3 separate regions of the Rattus norvegicus genome follow, and all the other regions are linked to region 2. A link is a contact called in public Hi-C data. All regions are on one chromosome and are shown on one strand. Each heading gives the region's core, a stretch centred on a gene start, on an enhancer-like site or on the middle of the called end of the contact. The rest is flanking DNA. Distances are from core to core; before and after follow the strand shown.

Evidence for each region. Hi-C and Micro-C count contacts between places; a contact is called where the count stands out from the background.
Region 1: a Hi-C map of frontal cortex shows a contact between it and region 2, with 4 times the contacts expected there. The contact joins the enhancer-like site here to the promoter of Lnc056 in region 2. A contact is called at or near these places in 5 of 12 Hi-C or Micro-C datasets (frontal cortex, hepatocytes, liver and 2 more).
Region 3: a contact with region 2 is called in a Hi-C map of hepatocytes, with 2.1 times the contacts expected there. The contact joins the promoter of Chd7 here to the promoter of Lnc056 in region 2. A contact is called at or near these places in 9 of 12 Hi-C or Micro-C datasets (the A7r5 cell line, Schwann cells, frontal cortex and 5 more) and 1 of 1 datasets of contacts at active chromatin or transcription factors (oligodendrocytes).

Annotation. Positions count from the first base shown.
Region 1 is chr5:26,534,385-26,537,133 of GRCr8, reverse strand. It overlaps Rab2a (RAB2A, member RAS oncogene family), which reads right to left. Exons shown (of 8, transcript NM_031718.2): 8 at 1-990. The coding sequence ends at 895. Among named protein-coding and RNA genes, the nearest start is that of Rab2a, 62 kb to the right of the region's middle. Within about 2 kb of position 1,428, at least 37 of the 93 cell types and tissues checked have an H3K27ac peak or open chromatin away from gene starts, as enhancers often do.
Region 2 is chr5:26,959,120-26,961,821 of GRCr8, reverse strand. It overlaps Lnc056 (long non-coding RNA 056), which reads left to right and starts at 1,325. Exons shown (of 2, transcript NR_126574.1): 1 at 1,325-1,422; 2 at 1,614-1,768.
Region 3 is chr5:26,608,037-26,610,736 of GRCr8, reverse strand. It overlaps Chd7 (chromodomain helicase DNA binding protein 7), which reads right to left and starts at 1,330. Exons shown (of 38, transcript NM_001107906.3): 1 at 983-1,330.

The sequences.
Region 1 (2,749 bases), core at 179-2,678, 420 kb after region 2:
ATTGTATCTAAGGGAAGGTTAAGTGGCATGGCGTGCCCTCTCCGTGGTCCTCGCTCTAGGGAGTTGCGTAGTGTTGGAGTTTGTGTCTGCCCTTCCCACTCATTACACCGTGTTTTACCCAACAGCACTCATTAAGGCAAACAAATCCTTTTATGAAGTGGTCTCAAGAAACTGTGGACAAAGAGCAAACTTTTGGCATTAACACAGGTTAACACACACAGCCTTAGTAGTACACAGGAAGCGCAGTTTCTTGGACTAGTGACAAGAAAAGATGAACATGCTCGTTAACGATGTCAAAAAGTTTAAAAGTCAGTGTCCAAGCAATTCCTAACAATGCTTCTGTAGCTTTAAGCTCCGAACAGTGGTAGAATTTATGCAAATGCATTAGAGTTCAAGCTTGGCAAATCACACCCAAGCAGGTTATTAAACTATATATACAGAAAGCAAATGATAAATACAGAATTCAAAGAGTTCTGCTTTTCCTTACATCCTTGAAAGTTGACAAACCTTTTGAGGACAGTCCTATAATATTAAACATTAGGTAACCACGGGTGTCGGGAGACCTAACTACACAAACTGATTTAAAATACTCACCATGACTTTGTAGTGTTTTAATACAATTCAGCTCGTAGTTAAGGGCACAAGACAACATTTAACAAAAATAATCACATCAATTGACCTAGAAATCAAATGCAAATAGATATGAATACAATCTCCAAAATCTGTCTTTTTAAGTGAACATTAACCATTTATTCAAAGTTATACAAGAATCTGAAGGATTAAAGTCTCCTGTGACACAAAGCCATTTCAATAGTTTCATGTCTCAGCTGAGCATGAGGAGAGAGGGTGACAGAGTGCGTGGCTCCACTGGGCAGCTAGCCGGCAACAGCAGACTCAGCAGCAGCCTCCCCCTGCCTGCTGCCCTCCTTGGTTGCCTCCGTGAGATGCATTGGTAGCAGCATGCTGAGGGCCAATTTTGATGCCGTTTGCCTGAAGGAGAAGACAGGACGGTAAACAGAAGTGGGCCTGAGCAGGCAGCAGACCAACTAGATTACTCTTTTTTACATTCATGTAATTCTTAGTGACTTAATTGTGCCAACCAACAGTAAAACATATTTTGAGTAGACTTTTGAAACGAGGTGGTTTCTTCTTTAAAAACAACACAGAGGGAATGTTTTGGAAAGAGTTTGCTAGGGAACTGGTCAGCAGAAATCAGATAATGCTGCTTGTCAGGGCTCCATAGTGAGGAGATTACTTGTAACAATTAGTACATGGAGCGATTATTAAAGAATAAAACTACCCAAAGCCTTCACTGCTCTAGCGGATGTAAAATCTTTCTTTTAGACAGCACTTCTGTTCCATGTTGAATCAGCTGTGCAGGCTGAGGGACATAAGTGTTCTGTGTCATCAATAATTTCTGTGATCCCCAAAGACGTGGCAGGTTGCCAAGAACCCACACACAGAGTGGTTCTTTCATTCGTCAAATTCACACTTGTGTCTTAACCCTCACTCCCTCAAGTGGATTTTACCTAAAAATACAACACTTTGAGAAAAGTAATACAGTAGCTCCAGAAATTAAGCTCTTAAGGAAACTTTGCGTCACAGTAAATCTCAGATTTATGGTGCTTGGCAGTTACTCTGTAGCAGTAGGAGCCTTGGGGCTTCTGGCAATAGCACACTATTGACAGTGGCTGATGTGGTTTCTTCTCGCTCTTTTGACTCCTCTTTAATAAAAAGCATGCCCTATGGCTCATTGGTTCTGCCCCCTCTGGGCTGGTAGCAACTTCTTGAGGAATCAAGGAGTCAGGCCTGGCATCAGGCCAAATAAACAGCACGGCCTGCTGGCTTCTGACAGCCATCAGAGCTGCAGAAGGCACGGCAAGGCAGTTAGCTACCGCACGAAACCAGCCAGAAACAGCACACGTGCCCTTTAACCAGAGGGCCAATTACTGTTCAATTTATAGGGTATTAGTCTCCGAATGGTGTCACCTTTAAATTAACTCAAGAAGTGTTGCCATGAAAGTCTAAAGGTAAGATTTAAAGCCACGCTATTCCAAATTTTAAAAATCGAGTGCTTTTTGGAAAGCGAAGGCAAACTGCTGACAGCCTCATGTTGGTACTAGCCAAGAGCATCTCTTAGATGTCTTTAATACAAAGTAACAGAAATGCTTATGTGAAAGTAAATAACATATTCTATTTACTTAAATATTTTGAAATAAGGATAAACACAGAGAGGGGAATTTAGGTCAAAATGACAACTAGCGGACATTTACTATCATCTAAAATGTCACACTTGGTCCTAATCGTGTAGACCAAGTTGGGCTCAAAATAACATTAGAGAAAGCTAGGCCAGCTGTTAGCTATATGTATTTATTTGGCCTTCTGAAAGCTGTGCTTTGCTCTAATGAGACATTTGTGAGTTGGGAATCGCCTTCTCTCTTATATATTTGGTTGTGAGCCTAGCCTTTAACGGCTGAGCCATCTCTCCAGCCCCCCCCCCTTTTTTTCTTTTTTTTCAGAGTGGGGGACCGAACCCAGGGCCTTTCGCTTGCTAGGCAAGCGCTCTACCACTGAGCTAAATCCCCAACCCTGGGAATTGCCTTCTCTCATAACAGAAGAGCGTGCACTGCAGAAGTCCATGGGCCATACATTTACACGCTAGGATATTAACCCCAAAGAATGAGTCCATGTGAAGAAATGCAGGTCTTCTTTGCAACTGAGGGAATTTATATTATTCTCATTGTTAGAG
Region 2 (2,702 bases), core at 76-2,575:
TTGTTTTGATTGTTTTCGTGCTTGCTTCCTGAGAGAGGAAGAGGTCTCATTCTTTAGTTCAGATGGACTTTAAACGCATAGCCTACCTCCTGCCTCGGTTTTTCAATATCTGGGTTTGTAGGCCTAGGCCACCACGTTAATCCTATTTTCTTGAATTTGCCTTTGTGTGATTTCTGTTCTCTATTAGATGTTATTAAATGTTATTTATTTAATGTGTGAGTCCAAATCGTTCTCTCCCTCGGGTCTGGGGGTGTGGTGAAAGCGCTTGAGTATCATGACGCAGGTGTGGAGGAAGGTCAGAGAACAGTTTTGGGGAGTCTGTTCTTTCTTTCCACCATGTGCTAGTCTGGAATCAAACGGAGGTTGTCTGCTTGGGAAAAGTGCCTTTTCCCGCCAAGCCGCCTCTCCAGCCCTGTTCCTGACGCCGATGCTTTGTTTTATCATTTGCTTGAAAGAGTAAAACAGCCTTCAAACTCTCCAGAGATCCGTAACATGCACAGAATTATACATTATCAGACAACTTTTCCTTACCCTTCTTGTCTGTACAGACACGGAAAGTACATGCCTAGGAAGGAAGGAAGCAGAGGTACATGGCGGGAAAGGGAATAAAGTGTAAGAGAGAAGAAACTCCCACTTGAAGACGACAAAGAGGGCACTGACCACACATGGGCGAGATAAAGGGTCTTTTGTTTTTGTTTTTGTTTTTCTTAGAAGATATCACATTTTTTCCTTTGCTCTTGCTCACGATGGAGTGGAGTTAATCTTCATCTTTCTCCCGAGAAGGCACAAAATGAACCATCTTAAACTCAGAAGGGAAAAAAAAAAAAAAACCAACACCATCTGTTGCTGCGCTGAAGCGTTGTAGTGGGGGAGGGGACAAGCCAGTTGTTAACCCGGAAAGCACTCAGGCGCTCAGTTCCCCACTCTGCCTTCTGCCTAGAAGCTAGAAGAGAGGTCCAACTAGAGGGGGGAGGATTCCTTTCCCGGAGGTTTGGATTATTAGCCATTGTACGTGGGTGCGCTGGATTACAACCCAGAGTACGTGGGGAAAGACGTAGGTGGCACTTTACCGAAACGAGATACGTCAAGCTGCTTCAGTGCTGCTAAGGAAAGGATTTCCCTCTCCTTCAATCCCTATCAGTATCATCTGATGGTTTTTTATTTGTTAAACTATCGTCAGATTAACCATACATGTAAAAAAAAATAGCCTTAAAAACAAGGCGCGGCTCGTCATTATCCCAATCACGCATGACTTTGATCGTTTCAGAAAAGGAAATAAAATATTTAAAACCCCACAGGTCTTTATCTGGGCTGTGCGTCTGAACATGCAGCGGCCCCTTGGAACCGAGCTGTGCTGGAGCAGAGAAAGGCTGTGGGTGCGGAGGGACCGCTGGCTTCGTGGCGATGTCGGGCAAACAGCAGGTCAATCTCATCCAGGCGTTAATGAAGGAGAGGGAGGGCAGGCGTCCACTGACAGAAAACAAACCTTCAGCCCCCACAGCCAAAGTCTCTCTGGGCTGTCCCCGTGCTTCAGGGTGACCCACAATGACAAAGCCCACGGGAGCAGTTTACGCATTCGCTTCGAGCATCGTCCTAACCGTGAATTTTTGCAGAGACGGTGAGACGTGGCCACCCTGGCTGTCGCCGCGACTCCCCCAACTCCTCGCGGAGTGATGCCTCGCGGCCGTGGTACTAGACGCCGCCGGAAGATGGCGCACGAAGCTACCGACTCAATCGAGGGTACCGAGAGCTACTTTGGACTAGGTGGCGGAAGAGGGATTTTGATTCATTAAAAAACATAAATTGTACTTGATGAACAATAATAAAAATAAAAAAAACTGACAACTAGATTCCACAGAGATGAGTTTTTAAATCCCTGAAATCAATTTATTTAAAATTATTTAATTTAATTTACTAAATTTCGGTAACTGCTATGTAATGGTGCATGCCGGGCTGTTAGGTTTTATAGCATCTAAATGCTTCTCTTTACGCTGATTGCTGCAGTTGCACAGTCGCCAGAGAACTCTGTCCCCATCTCCAAGCTGTGTAAACAAATTGAGGCGAGAATAATTACACACTGAGAGAAAGGCTCAAGGAAAACCCATGGAAACCAGAGAGAGCCCCAGCCACAAAATACCACCTTAAAAGGGCTCAAAGATCAGTGCTGGTGACTTTACTAAAATCAGCCAGGGGGGCCAATTCTAAACTAAGCAGTGCCCGGGTGCTTCTTAGAGCAGGATCTTCCTTTCAGTAAAATAAAATCCATAGCCACGCGGACATTACACCTTACATTGTTTACGTTAATGAGCGTACATTTCTAGTTTCCCAGCTAGAAAATTCGTGCCCAGAAAAATCTAGAAACTTTGCTCCTCCTTTGAGCTAGGAATGATTTCTGCAACCAAATATTAGTCGTTTCATAAAAGGAACCTTCCCATTCTCCTTTGTGAAGTTCCAACGTGCACATCATGTTGGCGTGCATGGCTATGTCTGATTTGCACACAGGAAGTTGCACACGAACATACTATTTTAAATCTGTGTGTGCATGCGCACGTGTGTGCAAATGCGGGTATACACGCTGTCTGCATGCTATGCGGCTCCATTGTTTTCGGCGTAACTGATTTTGGCACCAGCTCGTTAGCACTTTGGAAGGGCCTTCATTAGCACTGGGACAGTAGCCAAAAGGAATCCAGAAAAATCAACAC
Region 3 (2,700 bases), core at 81-2,580, 350 kb after region 2:
GGGGGAGGGGAACGGGGACGCGAGTTGGGATCGCGGATTAAAGTCGCTATTATGCCGCCGCCGGCGGCCCGGCCAGCTCGGCAAGGTGGGGTCCCCCGGTCGCCCGCCCGCGCTCGCCCCGGCCCGGCTCCCTTTCTTCTCGTCCTCGCGCACTTGGGAGCTGCCGGGGATCCCCAGGAACCCCTAGCTGCGGGCTCGGAACTCTGCGGTCGCCGCCGCCACCGGCTGGGCTCGGGACGCCCCCCGCGCCGCGTGTTCGCGCCACCCCCGCCCCCGCCCCACGCGGCGCCCCGCGCACTTTCCCTGCCGCCGACCCACCTCGCCCGTGGCTGTCCCCGCGCGGGCTGGCGCCGCCGCGCCCGCAGGGACGCACTTTGTTCGCGCCGGTGCGGCCGCCGCTCCCGGCGAGCGCGGCGTGGTCGGGCCGGAGCGGGGGGCGGGGGCGAGGCGGGGGGCGCCGCCGTCCCCGAGCCCCGCGCTCAGCGCCCCGCGCCCGCGCGCCCGCCGCCGCTCGCGCCGGAGTTGGAGCCCAACTTTTTCCTCCTTCCCTTTTCTCTCGAACGCAGCCGGCAACTCGTGCTCGGTGCCGGCGGGAGGAAACGCGCTCGCGCTCCCCAGCGCGCAGACACGCTCCCTCCTGTCCCCGTCCCCCCCGACGCCGGCAGCACAACAAAAAGCCATTTACATGCGAGGAAGTGACCCTCGGCCGCCCCGCGCGCCCCCGCCGCCGCCGGCCCCGCGGACGCAGGCAAAAGTTGGGGCGCCGGGCGGCGCTCGGGCCGCGGGTTCGGGCCCCGCCGGCAGCAACACGGGCGACCGGGCGGGCGGCGCTACGCTCCTGCCGACCGCGGCCCCCGCGCACCTCTCCCCGCGCCCCGCACACGCCCAACTCCCCGCTCGCAACTCCGCGCGGCCGCGGCCCGGGCCGGCGCGGTTTCCTGCCGCCGCCCCTCCCGGGGGCGCCGGGGAAGTCTGCGCTCACCGGCTCGCTCGTTCGCTCGGGTTAGTCCGCCGCCGCGCGCCGTGGGGAACAAAACGCAGAGCGGCTCCGGAGTTGGCTCGGCGGCCGCGGCCGGGGGCTGATCCACGGACGCGGAGTTAGCCGCGCGCGGACGGGGCTCTGGCGAGTTGCGGGGTCTCCGGGTCCCCGGGCCGCCTCCTCCGCGGAGCTCCTTTGTGTAATTCCACTCGATTCAAGTTTAATCCGATAGTTCCCGAGCACGAGCGCGTCCGCACCACCACGGCTCAACCCCCGCGCCGCCGCCGCCGCCGCCACCGCTGCCGCCGCCGCCGCCGCCGCCGCCGCCGCGGCCCCAGCACGCCAGCGCCTGCGCGCGCCCTGCACGCCGCGCGCACGAGCCTCCGGGACCGCGCGCGCCCGCGGCCGGCTCCCTCCGCGGCGCGCCCGCGCCCGCGCGCCGCCACCTGACGTCAGGCGCGCCTGGCATAATTTATGCAAGAATTCGGCCGGGGTGGCGGAGGCCGCGGAGAGGCCGAGAGAAGGGGGCGGCGCGGCGCGGACGGCCGCCCCTTCCCGTCCTGCCGGGCGCCGGCGCAGCGGGCGGGTGTCGGTCCCGGTGCGCGGCCGCCGCAGCCTCTCGGGCAGCCTGCTGCAAGCGCTCCCGCGCGGGTCCAGAGGGTGCCACGTTTCCGCGCAGCACCTTCCCGGAGCCGCGGTGCGCCGCCCTGGGACAGGAAGCCGAGGCCCGGAGCCCGTAGTGACCCCCGGCCACCGCGAGGGGTGTCCAGCGCCGTGCGGACCGAGGAGGCTGGGGGTGTTTGGGTGTCTCCTGTAATTATCCTTCAACTTGAGATGATTTTCCCACAAGAAATACCTAGGATGGACGCCTTTCCTTTCAAATAGATCCATTCCTGCCTCACCACTTTGCTTTTGCCGACGTCCTCGGTGATAGGACCGCGCGATCTTCCACTAAATCAAAAAGTTTAACTAGATGGCATTGATTTTGGTTGAATATGTGAGCGTGCCAAAAAACGAAGGGATAGCGCAGTGGTTATGAAACAAAGAAATAGAATGTGTGCCCATTTTTAAACGTGTCAGAACTGGAGTGTTTTCATCATTCCCTCGCCAATGTGGCACTAAATATGATCTTCCAGTTTGAGTATCCGACCTTCTTGCCCATTTCTCTTTCCAGTGCAATATGAATATTAACCTTGAAGACATTTTTAAAAATTAATTTTCCTCTTGCGTAATAGATATTTAAACATTTCCTGCGCATCTTTTGTGTGCAAAACACGAAGCGAATATCATTTATAAACGGCCAACAATTGTAAACTCCAACATGGTTTTATTAGGTTAAAGACTGCACTCATTTATAAATAAGGAAGGAGGTTATACAGCCGACTATGACAGCTGTGTAAGTGATATTGAACTCAAAAATCGTAGAAAAAAAAATCAACCATGCCAATCTCACCCACTGATGATGCCCGTGCTGCTACTGAGCCTAGAATCACACTGTTTTTATTTGGACAAGTGATTTGCCAAAACTGTTTCATTTGTACTGCAACTAAACCGGTTAGACATTTATTTCCTAATAGCAATAATTTTATTCTTTTTTATTATTTTACAATCTGATGCTTATTTAAGTACATTGCTTCTGACTTTTTTTCACCATAAATTGGATTTTTAAAAGAAACATAGTCATCAAATAGTTTACAGATAATCAGCAGAAAACATGTCAA